Linked DNA regions of Mus musculus: region 1 is linked to region 2. A link is a contact called in public Hi-C data. All regions are on one chromosome and are shown on one strand. Each heading gives the region's core, a stretch centred on a gene start, on an enhancer-like site or on the middle of the called end of the contact. The rest is flanking DNA. Distances are from core to core; before and after follow the strand shown.

Region 1 (6,852 bases), core at 3,499-5,998, 70 kb after region 2:
GGACACACGTCGGGGTATGGGAGAAGCCGAAGTACCTTCTATTTATGTGTTTGAGGTGTGTGTGTGTGTGTGTGTGTGTGTGTGTGTGTGTGTGTGTGTGTGTGTAGGTGCCCATGGAGGCCAAATAAGGCAGCAGATCCCTGGAGGGAGTGACAGGTGGTTGTTGGGAGCCCACTGTTGGTGCTGGGAACAAAACCACAGTCCACAGGAAAAGCAGTACCTGTTCCTAATACCTATGTCATCTCTCCAGCCCTCCACTTTATTATTTTTTGAGACATTTTTTTTCACTGAACCTGGAGCTTTCCATGTAGGCTCAGCTAGCTTAGCTGCCACTGAACCTCAGGGGTCCTTCTGTCTCTGCCTCTATGGTGCTGCGATCACAGGCATATTCATCACCACACCTGTAGTGGACTCTGGAGATTCAAGTTCAAATCCTCAAACTTGTGAGGCAAGCACTCTATCAACTAAGCCATCTTCTCAGACCCAAAGGTCTTCATTTCTCTCATTTTGACCCCACTTTGCCATTATGCTAGGAAAATGTGTAGATTGTACAAATCCTGACCAAAAGCCACGTCCTCAGCAAGTGAGAGACCATTGAACAGTTGTTTTTTAATTTGTTTTTAAATTGCCCTTAGGAAAAGCAAAGGTGAAATGTACATCTATTTCTCCTAGACATTTGCTCAAAATACATATTTTTCTATCTTTACTGTGAGGGAAGAATTTCCATTAGTTTGATTTTTACTTTGGCTATGCATTTATAATTTGTCTCCTCATCTTAGCAAAGAACATTTTAATGAAAACAATTGGGTAGTAACTGAATCTGGTCTGAGCAGAACAAACCAGGTTACCACAGTGAGCCGAGGATAGCTGGGATGGCTGGAACAGCTGGGGACAGGAGAAGCTCTGGGTGGTGGGACACAGGTGACCCTTTCCCAGAATGCCTCTGCTCCAGCAGCTTCAGGGAGACATTGCCATAGGGAGGAAAGTGTTTAGGTGCCAGGTATACTTGACCTTGAATTTTCCTTTAGAGTTGTCTGGTAGTCACTTTATCCTCCTCTCAAGTTTCTCATCTGTAAAATGAGGGCAATGATACCTACTTTACACTGTTGTGAAGATAATAAACAAAACAAAACAAAACAAAACAAAACAAAACAAAACAAAACAAAGAAAAACAATGAACCATGAGGCTGGGCAGATGGCTCAGCAGAGATACGTGATTGCTCTTCTTACACAGGCCTGGAATGTGGTTCTTAGTATGTACATCTAGTGGCTCATAATCACCTGAAACTCCAAATCCACAGCATCCAATGGCTTCTTCTGGTCTCCCAGGGCACCTGTACGCATGTAAACACACACACGCACACACACACACACACACACACACACACACACGTTTGATTCTTTAAAAACAACTGTATGTCTACATAATGAGACCTTGTCTCAAAATAATAAAAAACCAACAAACCAAATAAATTAACAAGGTGGACAGAACCTGAAGAACAATTTCTGATTTGACTTCTGCCCTCTACATATACATGTGTGCACATGCACCTGCACACACACACACACACACACACACACACATGCACAGGCACATACACAATTCTATTAATGTTCATGGCATATATATGTGTATGTGTATATATATATGGACATCCACCATCCATATATATATGGATGTGTGTGTGTTTGATATGTATGTATGTACATTTGGCTTTTTCATACATCTTTAGTGCTATTTATGCCTTCTCTCTTCCTCTTCTCTTTATTACCCTCCCTCTCTCTTCCCCAGTTACTCCTCTCGTCTCTGGTTTTTGTTTTCTCCCTTCATAGCTCCTGTGTTATCTTATTCACTTTAGATAGCCTCTGGTCCAGTATTTTATCCTCTCTGGAGCTCCTTTCCCTGTTCCTCTATGGCCCATTTCTGCTTCCCTCGCTTCTGTAGTTAAGGGGCTATATATTCAAATACAGAGACTTGGAGCTAGGATCCACAAGTAAGAGAACAAGGGATGCTTATCTTTCTGGGTTACCTCACTCAGTAAATATATTCTAGTTCCTGAATCTTTAGTTTCTGTTTTCTTTACCGCCAAGTAGTAGCCCATTGTACATGTGTGCCACATTTTCATGTCCATGCATTGGTTGAAGGACACATAGGTTGTTTCTCCATTTCCTAACTCTTGTCACTAGAGTTGCATTGATCATGGCTGAGGGAGCAAGTGTCCGTGAAGTAGGGTTGAGGCCCTTTGCATATATGCCAAGGAGTGCCACAGCTGGGCCTTATGCCAGGTTACTTTCAGCTCTTTGAGAGTTCTCCTCACTGATTCCCACGGTGGCTGCACCAGGTCTCAGGTCTATCAGCAGTGGAGGGGGTTCCCCTTCCCAGCATTCTCTTTAGCATTTGTGTTGTTTGTTTTCTTGATCTTAGATATTATGACTGGGGTAAGATCAAATTTCAAAATAGTTTCCAAATTACATTTTCCTTATTGCTAAGGAGTTAAACACTTAAAGATATATTTTTTAGCCATCTTCTTCTTTTTTTTTTTTTTGAGAACTCTGTCCACCTACGTACACCACTTTTTAATTCAGTAATTTATTTTCTTGATTCTTTGTTGTTTTTTTTTTCTCTGAGTTCTTTATCTATTTTGGATAATAATCTTCTACTGGGTGTATAGATGGCAAGGATTCCCCCCCTCCACTCTGGGGGCTTCCTCCTCACTTGATTGATGGTTTTCTTTGTGTACAGGAGCTTTTAAATTTTATGAGGTCCCATTTGTGAATTGTTGGCCTTAATTCCTGGACAAATGGAATTGTATTTCCTGCACCCATGTCTGTTTTCCCCTAGCAATTCAGCGTTGAGGTCTCTGATCTGCTTGGAATTGATTTGGGGGCAGGGTGATAACTATGGCTCTTTTTCACTATTCTACAGTACGGTCATCCATCCCAGTGTGGGCAGTGCCATCCCTAGACAGGTAGCCCTGGGGTGGATGAGAAAGAAGCTAGCAGGCCTGGAGCGTGGGTAAGCTAGCAAATCCTGAGTCTCCATGTGTTCTGTTTCAGTTCCTACCCTGACTTCCCTCCAAGACTGACCTAGGGAGTAAAAACCAAGTAAAAGCCCTTCACCTCAAGTTGCTTTGGCTAGGAGTTTGTTAACATAGCAACCCAAAGCAAGCTAAAACACACAGTGAAAAGGTGACTACAAACAATTCCCTTGTTTCCTTGTGCCCCAGAGCTACTGTTAAGTGTGTTACACCTGTGGTCTCTTGCTATACTTATTGAGCCTCAAAGTACTATTAACTTAAGTCCCAAGTTAGGGGACTTGAGTTAATAATATCTAGATACATTTACCCTGTACAACTGCAAACCAGCACCCTTCAGTGCACCTCCTTTCCTTCGCTGTCTCTGGGAATTGCCCTTCTCAGCTTCCTGTCTTTATGTATTTGAATTTTTCTTAAGATTTCACACAGAGTGGGGGATGTGGCTCAGTTGGTAGAGGGTTTGTCCAGCATTTGTGAAGCCCTAGGTCTCAATGTCTCACAAAGAGTGGTGTTAAATGCCTGAAATTCCAGCACTTGGAAGGGGGAGGCAGAAGGATCAGGAGTTCAAGATTTTACTGGCCTATATGGTGTTGGAAGCCAGCCTGTGTTACCTGAAACCATCTTTCAAAAAACAAGCAATAGACAACCAACCCAAAGAAGTAATTTTATGACCCAAGGGGACTCAGTTATCTTCTGTCTTTGAAGTGTTAACCCAGGTATGGTGATCCAGACAAGGAAAAGCTGTTGTCAGGATGGGTAGGGACTATACACAGTCTAATTCTTCAGGACAGTAGTGCTTGGCTTACAGTGACTTCCCCAAGTCCCCACTTAGCAATGTCTGCACACACGTTGACTGTTGGGTGCATATGTCCACTCACTTTCTTTCGATTTTCGATTCTAGAGTTACATGGAATTTCTACACTGAAAAGCTCAACCTGAGCATTAGAATCCCTCCACCCGTTTAAGAGGAGGGGTGTGTGTGTGTGAGGGGGGTGAGAGGGGTGAGGGGGGACGGGACCTCTTTGAGAGCCCATGAGCTCCTGCTGTGGTCCTCTAGCTTGTGGAAACAGCTTCCCTTGAAGGACTTGCTTCCCTAACCAGGTATCTAGAACACAGGCACCCCTTTCGCATCCACCTACATTCCCAGCCCCTGGGGAGAGAATGGCTTCGTGACACAACCACCAACTGCGGTATGGAGAGGCAGCGTGCACTATGCACATGAGGAGGCTTGGAGCCAAGCCAGACTTCAAAAATGGTCTTATTAGCCAGGTTGGGGATGACTTCCAGGTAGTAATTCATTGCAAATACCTGGGTATCTTATAACCTAGGCACTACTGGGAGCGCACTTGCAGAGTTTTCAGGGCAAGCCACAGCCCAACCAGTCTTGCAAGGCAGGGCATCTCAGATACAGGAGTTTATAGATGATTGCCTCTCTCCATGGCCGGGAGAGACCTCCGCCTTCCCAGGTGCCACACCTACTCGGTTTGCCGGTCCCAAGAAACCTCAAAGACTGGCCAGGAGAAGGCTGCAAGAGCGAGGGGGTGGGGAGGTGCTGTTCCTTTTCCTGCCACAATCTGTGTTGAGTCAGACCCTGAGGCTGGCTGGGCTGGTTCTGCTGCAGGCTGCTAAGCAGAATGGGCTGTGGTTAATGATTGACCCGTGTGAGACCTCTTCCCTTCCCTTCTGAAAGGCAGTCGGGGAGGCCAGTGCCAGGGACCTGGAAGGGAGAGGAGGATCCGCCGCCAGACAGAGTTCTGCGGCTCTTACTCAGAGTTGAGTAGGGAGGTCAGAGCCTCCTCCGGACTGGTCCCTCCTCACCCGGAGTGACTATCTCCAAACCCCACCGCCACCCACTGCGTCGCCAGGGATTCTAGGGTGAATTATTCCAGGAAGTTACAATGAGAGAGCCGAAAAACTAAGTCACTCCTGGCCAGCCAACCACAGTGACAGAAAAGTGTTGCGCCCACGCTGGTGAGTTGCGGGGCTTCTTTGGGAGGCCGAAGAAAGGGCAGTGGAGACATTTGGGGACCTGGTGGTCTGGGTCTCTCTTCCTCATGGCTTCATCCAGTGGCTCCAACCACATCTGCTCCCGTGTCATCGATCACAGCCATGTTCCTGAATTTGAGGTGGCCACTTGGATCAAAATCACCCTCATCTTGGTGTACCTGATCATCTTTGTGGTAGGCATCTTGGGCAACAGCGTCACCATCAGGGTTACGCAGGTATTGCAGAAGAAGGGCTATTTGCAGAAGGAGGTGACAGATCACATGGTCAGTTTGGCTTGTTCAGATATCTTGGTCTTTTTGATTGGCATGCCCATGGAGTTCTACAGCATCATTTGGAACCCCCTGACCACACCCAGCTATGCTCTGTCCTGTAAGCTCCACACGTTCCTCTTTGAGACGTGCAGCTACGCCACACTGCTGCACGTGCTGACCCTCAGCTTTGAGCGCTACATTGCCATTTGTCATCCCTTCAAGTATAAAGCAGTGTCTGGACCTCGCCAGGTGAAACTGCTGATTGGCTTTGTATGGGTCACCTCCGCCCTGGTGGCACTGCCTTTGCTCTTTGCCATGGGTATCGAGTACCCTCTGGTAAACGTACCCACTCACAAGGGACTCAACTGCAACCTCTCTCGCACCCGCCACCACGATGAACCTGGAAACTCCAATATGTCCATCTGCACGAACCTCTCCAACCGTTGGGAGGTCTTCCAGTCCAGCATCTTTGGGGCCTTTGCTGTTTACCTGGTGGTCCTGGCGTCTGTGGCTTTCATGTGTTGGAATATGATGAAAGTGCTAATGAAGAGCAAGCAGGGCACTCTTGCAGGGACCGGGCCACAGCTCCAGCTGAGGAAGTCAGAGAGTGAGGAGAGCCGGACAGCAAGAAGACAGACCATCATATTCCTGAGTGAGTCTAGGTCGCGGTGGGGAGAGGGGGCTGGGGGGAGGAGGGGGGACGTGGGCCTTCTGGCCCGAGAAGTGAAACCCGGAGTTCACTGAGGCTAAAAAGCAGCAGCTAAATAAAGGTCTTGGTGCTTATTGGGGGGCGGGGAGGGGGGGGCGGGGGAGATGTCTCTTCTTTGTGTTTAGGAAAAATGTGGCCTGTGACATTGAAAGGTCTGGTACATTATTCCTATGACTTCAGGCTATAAACAAAGTATCTTAGATAAAGATACTGGGTGATAAGAGGGACAAATGAAATCACCCAGGTCGAGTGAGAGTTCCTTTGGACAGGGACAAGTCCTTCAGAGATAAAGAGAGATACTGCTATCTTACTGGATCCTTAGGCCAGAGAGCCTTAACTCGGCAGGGAAATTTTGTCCGAATTTGTTTTTCTCCTCTTTGGAAGAAACTGGCTTCTCAGGGATACTTGCTCTTTAGACTGCTATTTCTAGCAGCTGTGATCTACAAGTCTAAAGAAACTGAGCTTTGATCTGCTCACTCTGAGATGTATGTGAGCACTCCCTGCTTAGATTTCTGCTGGGCCATGTACCTTCTTAGTACAGTGAGGCATAGCAGGGATTTCGGTTTATCTGATGAGCTGACCTCGACATTTCTCTACACCCCAACTTCTGATGGAAAGAGAGAAAGAGAGAGAGAAAGGAAGGGAGGGAGGGAGAGAGGGAGGGAGGGAGGGAGGGAGGGAGGGAGGGAGGGAGAGAGAGAGAGAGAGAGAGAGAGAGGCGTTTGCTTCCAAAACTTGGTGGTGATGCAAGTATTTGAAATTAAGGGTCTTCTCTGGGCTTAAGGGGATGAATTCTAGGGAACCAGTTATATATAAGACCCCAAAACCTTCAGAAGAGAGTCATGGGAAG
Region 2 (7,797 bases), core at 411-2,910:
CTCAGCCACCCTTGCAAAGGGGCCGCAGCCCTCAGGTGGAGAACCATTAATCCAGAAGGTGACATTGAGTAGACACTGAAGGTGAAGGTCGGTTTTTGAGAAGTCCAGGGGAGAAGAAAGCAAACAATTTTGTAAAACTGGGCAGGTCTGTGAGATCCTAGGGGCAAGGTGTTTTGGAACTAGATTAACAAAGTGTTAGGAGCTGGGGAGGTTAAAGCTGACTGTCAACTTGAAAGGATTTGGAACCACGGACCTTCGGGGGTGCCTGTGAGGAATGATCCAGTTTGTATGCACTGAGGTGGGGAGAATCACCCCAGCTCTGGGCAGCACCATATTCATGGACTCTGAACTGAATAGAAGAAGAAAGTGAGCTAAGCACAAGCGTTCACCCCTCTGCTTCCTGACTGTGGATGAAGTGTGAGCAGCCGCATCACTCCTGCCACCATGCCTACCCCACCATGGCGGATTGCGCCCTCAAACTAGGAACCAAGATAACCTCTTTGTTGGTCTGGTATTTTCTTACAGCAACACAAAAATAATGGATGTAGAAAGCAATAGAAACTAGTGTTGTAAACTGTGAGTGTTGGTGTCAGCTTGCCTAGGCAGACTTAGATGTAGTATCAAAAGCTTTTTGAAGCTACAGTGGCACCTTGGTTTCTTTCTCGAATTACCCTGCGTACTGCATTCTCTTCTGTTCAGCCAGCAGCTCTGTTCCCTGGTGTCTGTCCTGCGTAACCTGAAGAAACAGCTGTGTCTCAGATGCTATCAATACTGTGAAAGTACAGTATGGGACAAGTGTGCTAGTGCCTTCCTAGAGGTGGCCTGCATCACTGATACAAGCAACAACTCAGTGGCCAAAGCCAGACATGGCCACACCTGGCCTCAGTGGGACAGGAGACATAGCCAGTCTTCAAAGAGGAAGGGGATGTAAAATATATTGAATAATTTGCCCAAAGCCTTGAAGGCAAGAATGAGTGTTTTACACTAATTATTCACAGGGTTACAAGCCACAGAAATTTTCTACAGAAAATCATGTGGTCTGGAGAAACTGAAAACAACACAAACAATAACAACAACAACAACAACAAAAAACAGGCCAAAAAACCAAGGAATGTGTGTGTGCGCGTGTGTTCGCGCACACGTAAAAGAGACAGAGATACAGAGACACAGACAGACAAACAGCACACACACACACACACACACACACACACACACACACACACACACTAGTTTTAATTGTTGGCTCCAGCCCTTCAGAAGATCTTATTCACAAGCCCCAGGAATCTGCAGTTTGAATAGGCAGCCAGATGGATAGTGTTTAGACTGTCTCATCCACAGATCTTAGTTTAAGACCTGGAATTGTGAGATCAGTGGGACTGAAAATGGTGGCTGAGATGGGGTAGTGACTGAGGACCCAGCTGGTCACTTAGAGTGCAGGAACTGAGGGCCGTGGGTTATAGGGGCAGCAGCCTGGGGACACTGCAAGAGGAACAGAGGTGGGTTTCTGGAGGGATTCTGGTACAAACAGCCAAGCAGCAGGGCAGCGAAGGGCGCAAATGCCAGCAGCTGAGATTAAGAACGTCACAGGATGGTCTTGCTCAAGCAAATAGCTTTCCACCCATGCTCACACAGTCAGCTCTAATTAAATGCAGTGGGGCACGGCAGCAACAAAAGGAACATGAAAGTCAGTTGGAGGAGGGCTGGACTGGAAAGATGGCTTAGCAGCTAAGAGCGCTTGCTCTACACACACACACACACACACACACACACACACACACACACACACACACACACACCCCTTTCCAAGGCTGGAGAGGGAACACTGAGATCTTTAGCAAAAGACAGCCCTCTTCATAGGGCTTGACAGTCCCACTAAAACTTGCTTGCCTTTGGCCAGCAGGGGGCGCTATGGCAGCACGGATGCTGATGGTTGACTAAACTGCAGAATCCTGCAGGCTGGGATTATTAGCCCGACCCACAGCACAGCATTTTGAGCGCTTCATTTATTACTTTTATAGCCATGAACCTTCAGAGGAGGAACTTTTAAGGTTTCTTTTTAATTATTAAGGCATCTAGGTTTTTTCTGAAGTGCCAATTCCGATAGTCAAAAAGAAATTAATTTCACAGAGTTTAAGGGAATTATTGCCCGTTTATTGACTTCCCTTGAGGCATATAGTGGCGATTAGGAAAGTGAGGAGAAAAACCAGGAAGAGAAAAGTGCATGGTGGCCACGGCAGGAAGGAGGACTACTGTGTCACCCTGGGACCCTTCCTGTTGCATTTTTCATATTTTTATACATCTTTACTTATTAAAAACTTTTAAGATAAAAAAAAATGCTTAGGTATGTGTATCTGCCTGCGAAAGTCAGAAGAGAGTATCAAAAAACGCTGGAGCTAGAGGAAGTGGCAGTTGTGTGGAGCCCAAAGTGGGTGCTGGGAATTGAATCCAAGTCCTCTGCAAGAGCAACAGCTGCTCCAGTCTGGTGTGTGTGTGTGTGTGTGTGTGTGCGCGCACACACACACACACATACACACACACACACCCATGTGGAGATCAGAAGTCAATTTTCAGAGTCAGTTCTTTCCTTCTACCGAGTAGGTCTTTCAGGTTTAGCAACAAGTGCCTTTATACTCACTGGGCCACCCTGCCAGCCTCTGCACGTTGTGGTTTGCTGCCCAGGTGATTTCTAGAGGGAGTGTGTCCCTTCACTTTTGTACCCGTAATAATGCATGGTAGTTATTTCTCAACACCTCTGAAAACATGTGTATCACTAATCTTTTTAACATTTGCCGTTCTGAGAGGGAATTACAGAAGTTGGGAGTAGTTTAAACTGGCATCTCACTCCTGGGAGGATAACACTCTTTCTTCCTTAAATTTTATTTGTATGGTTAGGGATGAAGCTCAGGTGGTAGCACGCTCGCTCGCTTAGCACACATAGAACCCTGATCTGTGTGGAGGCCAAAGGGAAATCTCACACATATTCCTCAGGTAGCATTCACCTCATTCTTTTTTTGTTTCTTTTGTTTTGCTTTTTATTAACAGCATTTTAAAAAATATTTTTTATTACGTATTTTCCTCAATTACATTTCCAATGCTATCCCAAAAGTCCCCCATACTCTCCCCCCCACTCCCCTACCCACCCATTCCCACTTTTTGGCCCTGGCATTCCCCTGTACTGGGGCATATAAAGTTTGCGTATCCAATGGGCCTCTCTTTCCAGTGATGGCCGACTAGGCCATCTTTTGATACATATGCAGCTAGAGTCAAGAGCTCCGGGGTACTGGTTAGTTCATAATGTTGTTGTACCTACAGGGTTGCAGATCTCTTTAGCTCCTTGGGTACTTTCTCTAGCTCCTCCATTGGGGGCCCTGTGATCCATCCAATAGCTGACTGTGAGCATCCACGTATGTGTTTGCTAGGCCCCAGCCTAGTCTAACAAGAGACAGCTATATCAGGGTCCTTTCAGCAAATGCTTGCGAGTGTATGCAATGGTGTCAGCGTTTGGAAGCTGATTATGGGATGGATCCCTGGATATGACAGTCTCTAGATGGTCCATCCTTTTGTCTCAGCTCCAAACTTTGTCTCTGTAACTCCTTCCATGGGTGATTGTTTCCAATTCTAAGAAGAGGCAAAGTGTCCACACTTTGGTCTTCGTTCTTCTTCAGTTTCATGTGTTTTGCAAATTGTCTTATATCTTGGGTATACTAAGTTTCTGGGCTAATATCCACTTATCAGTGAGAACATATCATTTGAGTTCTTTTGTGATTGTGTTACCTCACTCAGGATGATGCCCTCCAGGTCCAACCATTTGCCTAGGAATTTCATAAATTCATTCCTTTTAATAGCTGAGTAGTATCCATTGTGTAAATGTACCACATTTTTTTTGTGTCCATTCCTCTGTTGAAGAGCATCTGTGTTCTTTCCAGCTTCTGGCTATTATAAATAAGGCTGCTATGAACATAGTGGAGCATGTATTAACAATATTTTTATTAGATATTTTCTTAATTTACATTTCAAATGCTATCCCGAAAGTCACCTATACCCTCCCCCCACCCACCTACTCCTGCTTCCTGGCTCTGGCATTCCCCTGTACTGGGGCATACAATCTTCACAAGACCAAGGGCATCTCCTCCCATTGATGGCCGACTAGGTCATCCTCTGCTACATGCACAACTAGAGACACAACACTGGGGGTACTGATTATTTCATATTGCTGTTCCACCTATAGGGTTGCAGATCCCTTTAGCTCCTTGGGTACTTTCTCTAGCTCCTCCATTGGGGGCCCTGAGTTCCATCCAATAGATGACTGTGAGCATCCACTTATGTGTTTGCCAGGCACTGGCATACATTCCCCTCATTCTTATGAGAAGGCATCTCTCACTGACTCTAGACTTACCTAATAGTCTAGGCTAGCCAGTCAGCAAGACTCAGGAATCCTCCTGTGTCCACCCCCTCAGCTGACATGCCTTTTTTTAAAATGTGAGTTCTGGTGGATTTAGTTCAGGTCTTCTGCATGCAAGGCAAGCACGTTACTGACTGAGCCATCTCCTCAGCCAGACTTTATTTTTCATTAGGATATCCCAGCATGCTGAAGTGGCATATCATTGTGATTCTTGATTTCTGTTGTTCTTCTGTGCCTAGGATGGTTTAATTTTAAGTGCTGTCTTGATTGGGCCACTAGATCCATAGATAGGTGGTTAAATGTTCCTTTCTGGGTGTGTCTGTGAGGGTGTTCCCAGATAGGGGAACACCAGAATAAGTGGATGGAAGGAATAAAGGATTCTCGAGGGTATGTGAGGTCATCTAGTTTATTGAAGGCTTAGATAGAGTCTAAAAGCAGAGGGGGCTTGAGCTAGTTCTGCTTGACCCCTTGAGCAAGGGCTTCCTGATTCCCGGGAGAGGTTCCCACACCATCAGCTCTCTGACTCTCAGGAGTTCACACTGTGCTGACTCCAGCCTCTGAATCTCCAGTTTGCTCATAGTTCATCATGGAACTCAGCCTTCATCTTCAGCAATCGGGGAAGTGAGCAGACAGGCCCCACTGGTCCTGTTCCTCTAGAACCCCAGCTAATATGACAGTGATTATGTCTGAATGTGACATGTCTCCCATAATACTCAGCATTTGACCACTCATCTCCAGGTAGTGACACTGCTCTGAAAGGCTCTAGAATCTTCAGGTGGTAGAACCTTCCTGGAGGAAGTGAGTCACTTGAGTTTTATAGCCTAGACCTACCTTCTGTCTTAAGATGCAATATGACCAGCCAGGTTCCTGTGCCCGTGGCTGTTGTTGTGACATTCTCACTACAAGGGAATTATTTTAGACATAAAGTTCAGGGCTGATGGTCCATCTACTGTCAGGGGCCTTGAGGTCTGTGTTTGCATTTCTCTAATGACCCTGAATGCTAAGTATTTTTTTTTCCTGAGCATATAGGCTATTTCTATGTAATTCTAGGAGAAACACTGACTGAAGTTCTTTGATCATTCCTAAATTCAGTTATCTTTTAGTTGTTGAGTTGTGGCACTTCTTTGTATATCCTGGGCACTTGTCTCCCCGTACGTGCAGGATTTAATTCATAGAGACGACTGGATGATAAGAAGCCAGTGCCTTCAAAGTGGGGAGGGGACACACCACATCACAGGGCCACAAGGGGCATGGAGCACCAGGCTGGGAGAGAGGACTAGGTAGGAAGCAGAGGACTCTGCAAGCAAAGTAGGGCAGGACAGAGCAAACAGCCAAGGAGAAGCCATCTTGAGTAACACCACTGGACATCAGGCTGGCCTGATAGCTGATACCCTAGGATGATTTAGAGTGATATTGGCTTAGGCAGTGCTATGAGAAGGTGAACAGTGGGCCAGCCTTTGGTCTGCACTTGAAGGGAGTTCCTGGGAAGCTGAGCGGCAAGGGCTGTATGCATTCTTTGGCTGCTAGCTCAATCTGACTCGTGGCTACAGAGTAGATGGGCAGACTCTAAGAAAGCACGGAGCAGTGCTGTTGTGGTTCCACTATGGTGCCGTGAGTAACAACCTGAGCAAATGCAGCTCAGAGGCACGAAGCAGTGCCCTGGCATCTGTTGTGGTTCCACTATGGTGCCGTGAGTAACAACCTGAGCAAATGCAGCTCAGAGGAGGAAAAGAGACTCTTCCAGCTTGCAATTCCAGACCACAGTCCATCGTTGTGAGGACTCGAGGCCAGAATTCAAGGCACAAACTTGAAGGCAGGCCTGCTTGCTTTTCCATACAACACTACCTTGGAAAAGAAACTCACGGCACAGCAAAAGCCATCCAGTAGGAACTGTGGAGGATGCTGGATACGAGCTGGCTCTTCAGGCCAGCGTATTCTCAACCAGCTTTCACGTAGAATTCAAAATCATCTGCCCAGGGCACTGAGCCTATGGGGATGGCTCGGCCTCTTGTATCAATTAGCAGTCAAAGCAATGCCCTCATAGACATGCCCACAGGCCAGCCTGATGGAGACAATTCCTCAGTTGAGACCTTCCTTTCAGATGACCCTAGGCTGTGTCAGATTGACAGTTGAAGCTAAGCAGGACAACCCAGAACAGATGGAGCACTGGCTGGAGCACTGGCAAACATGGTCTCCTATTAGGTAGGTTGTCTTCACTTTGGTACACAAAAGTTTTAAACTTTCATGAAGTTTATTTCATCTGCTTTCCATTTGACTTCTGGCCTTTTCACATCATCCCTAGACACCCATTGTAAAAATCTAAGACAGTGAAGACTCATCCCTGTGTTTTCTTGTAAGCATTTTATTACCTGGTTCATGCAAGTAGGTCTCCGTTCCTACTTTGTGTGATGGATGATGTGTGATGGAAGTTGAAAAACTTCCACAGAGGAGAGAAATAAAGGCAAGGTCTATGAAGAATCAATGTGCTGATCACCGATCACAGGTTCACACCCTTCCCAGTTCTACCTCAAGGAATTAATCCTGCAGATATGCAAACAACGCAGGTAGAGACCTTCATGCCTCCATACCCTGAGCAAATACATGTTTATACCGCACATATACACTATTACACATGCACACACTCTCTCTCTCTTACACACACATATACACACACACAGTCTCTAGCTCTCTCTGTCTCACACACACACACACACACACACACACACTCACAGCCTCCTGTTGAGGGAAAAGGCAGAGAAGGAAGACAAGAAAACAGCCTCCCCTGGTTATCACGTGACTACTGACTCACTTCATTACCTGGCTCCTCGTGGCTACTAAGGCACTAAATAGTCACAGCAGAGCTGTGATCTATGGCCACAGATCAAAGCCTCAAACTGGTCCCCAGGAAGCTGAACTAATGGCCCTTGCTTTGGTCACCCAGGAATGAGCAAACATCACATGGAAGGTTTGGACAACTAGAGTCTCAGTGGAGAGACGCTGTAGAAGTCCTCTCCCTGGAGAACGACAAGTCTGAGGGACGCTGTGGCTGCTGTCCTTCCAGTGAGGTAATATGAAGTCTGCCACCACACACTTCGTATTGCTGTCCTTGGGCGATGGGGCACAGGAGCCTTTGAGAGGAACACCTTTGATGTGCAACCTCAGTTCTGTCTTGTAGCTCGGGGATGGGGGGACTCAGATACAGATGAGACCTTTGTCACCTGCGATTGACTCTTGGCACATTTGGAAAGTGTGCCCTTGCCTTTAACTGGTTCTAAAGCTGTCTGCCTTGACATTTCCCACCAGCCCTTAGGAACACCGATGCAGTTTTATCCAGCCTTTCTGAAAGGGTACTTTTTCTCTCTTAATTCTCCAGAAAAAAAAATCATTTGGGGGCT

What was found. Hi-C and Micro-C count contacts between places; a contact is called where the count stands out from the background.
Region 1: a contact with region 2 is called in a Hi-C map of pancreatic cancer cells, with 6 times the contacts expected there. The contact joins the promoter of Gpr39 here to the enhancer-like site in region 2. A contact is called at or near these places in 12 of 39 promoter capture datasets (the 3T3-L1 cell line, 3T3-L1-derived adipocytes, the HPC-7 cell line and 7 more), 1 of 15 datasets of contacts at CTCF or cohesin (stem cell-derived epiblast-like cells), 54 of 484 Hi-C or Micro-C datasets (the 63-12 cell line, the AML12 cell line, the C2C12 cell line and 24 more), 5 of 115 datasets of contacts at active chromatin or transcription factors (the HPC-7 cell line, astrocytes, intestinal crypt epithelium and 2 more) and 2 of 9 other capture datasets (embryonic stem cells and pancreatic islet).

The regions. Positions count from the first base shown.
Region 1 is chr1:125,672,248-125,679,099 of GRCm38.p6, forward strand. Gpr39 (G protein-coupled receptor 39) reads left to right here and starts at 4,749. Exons shown (of 2, transcript NM_027677.2): 1 at 4,749-5,945. The coding sequence starts at 5,090.
Region 2 is chr1:125,605,716-125,613,512 of GRCm38.p6, forward strand. No RefSeq gene overlaps it. Among named protein-coding and RNA genes, the nearest start is that of Slc35f5, 49 kb to the left of the region's middle. Within about 2 kb of position 1,661, at least 10 of the 459 cell types and tissues checked have an H3K27ac peak or open chromatin away from gene starts, as enhancers often do. A contact at or near this core is called in the HPC-7 cell line and pancreatic cancer cells, where this site is marked.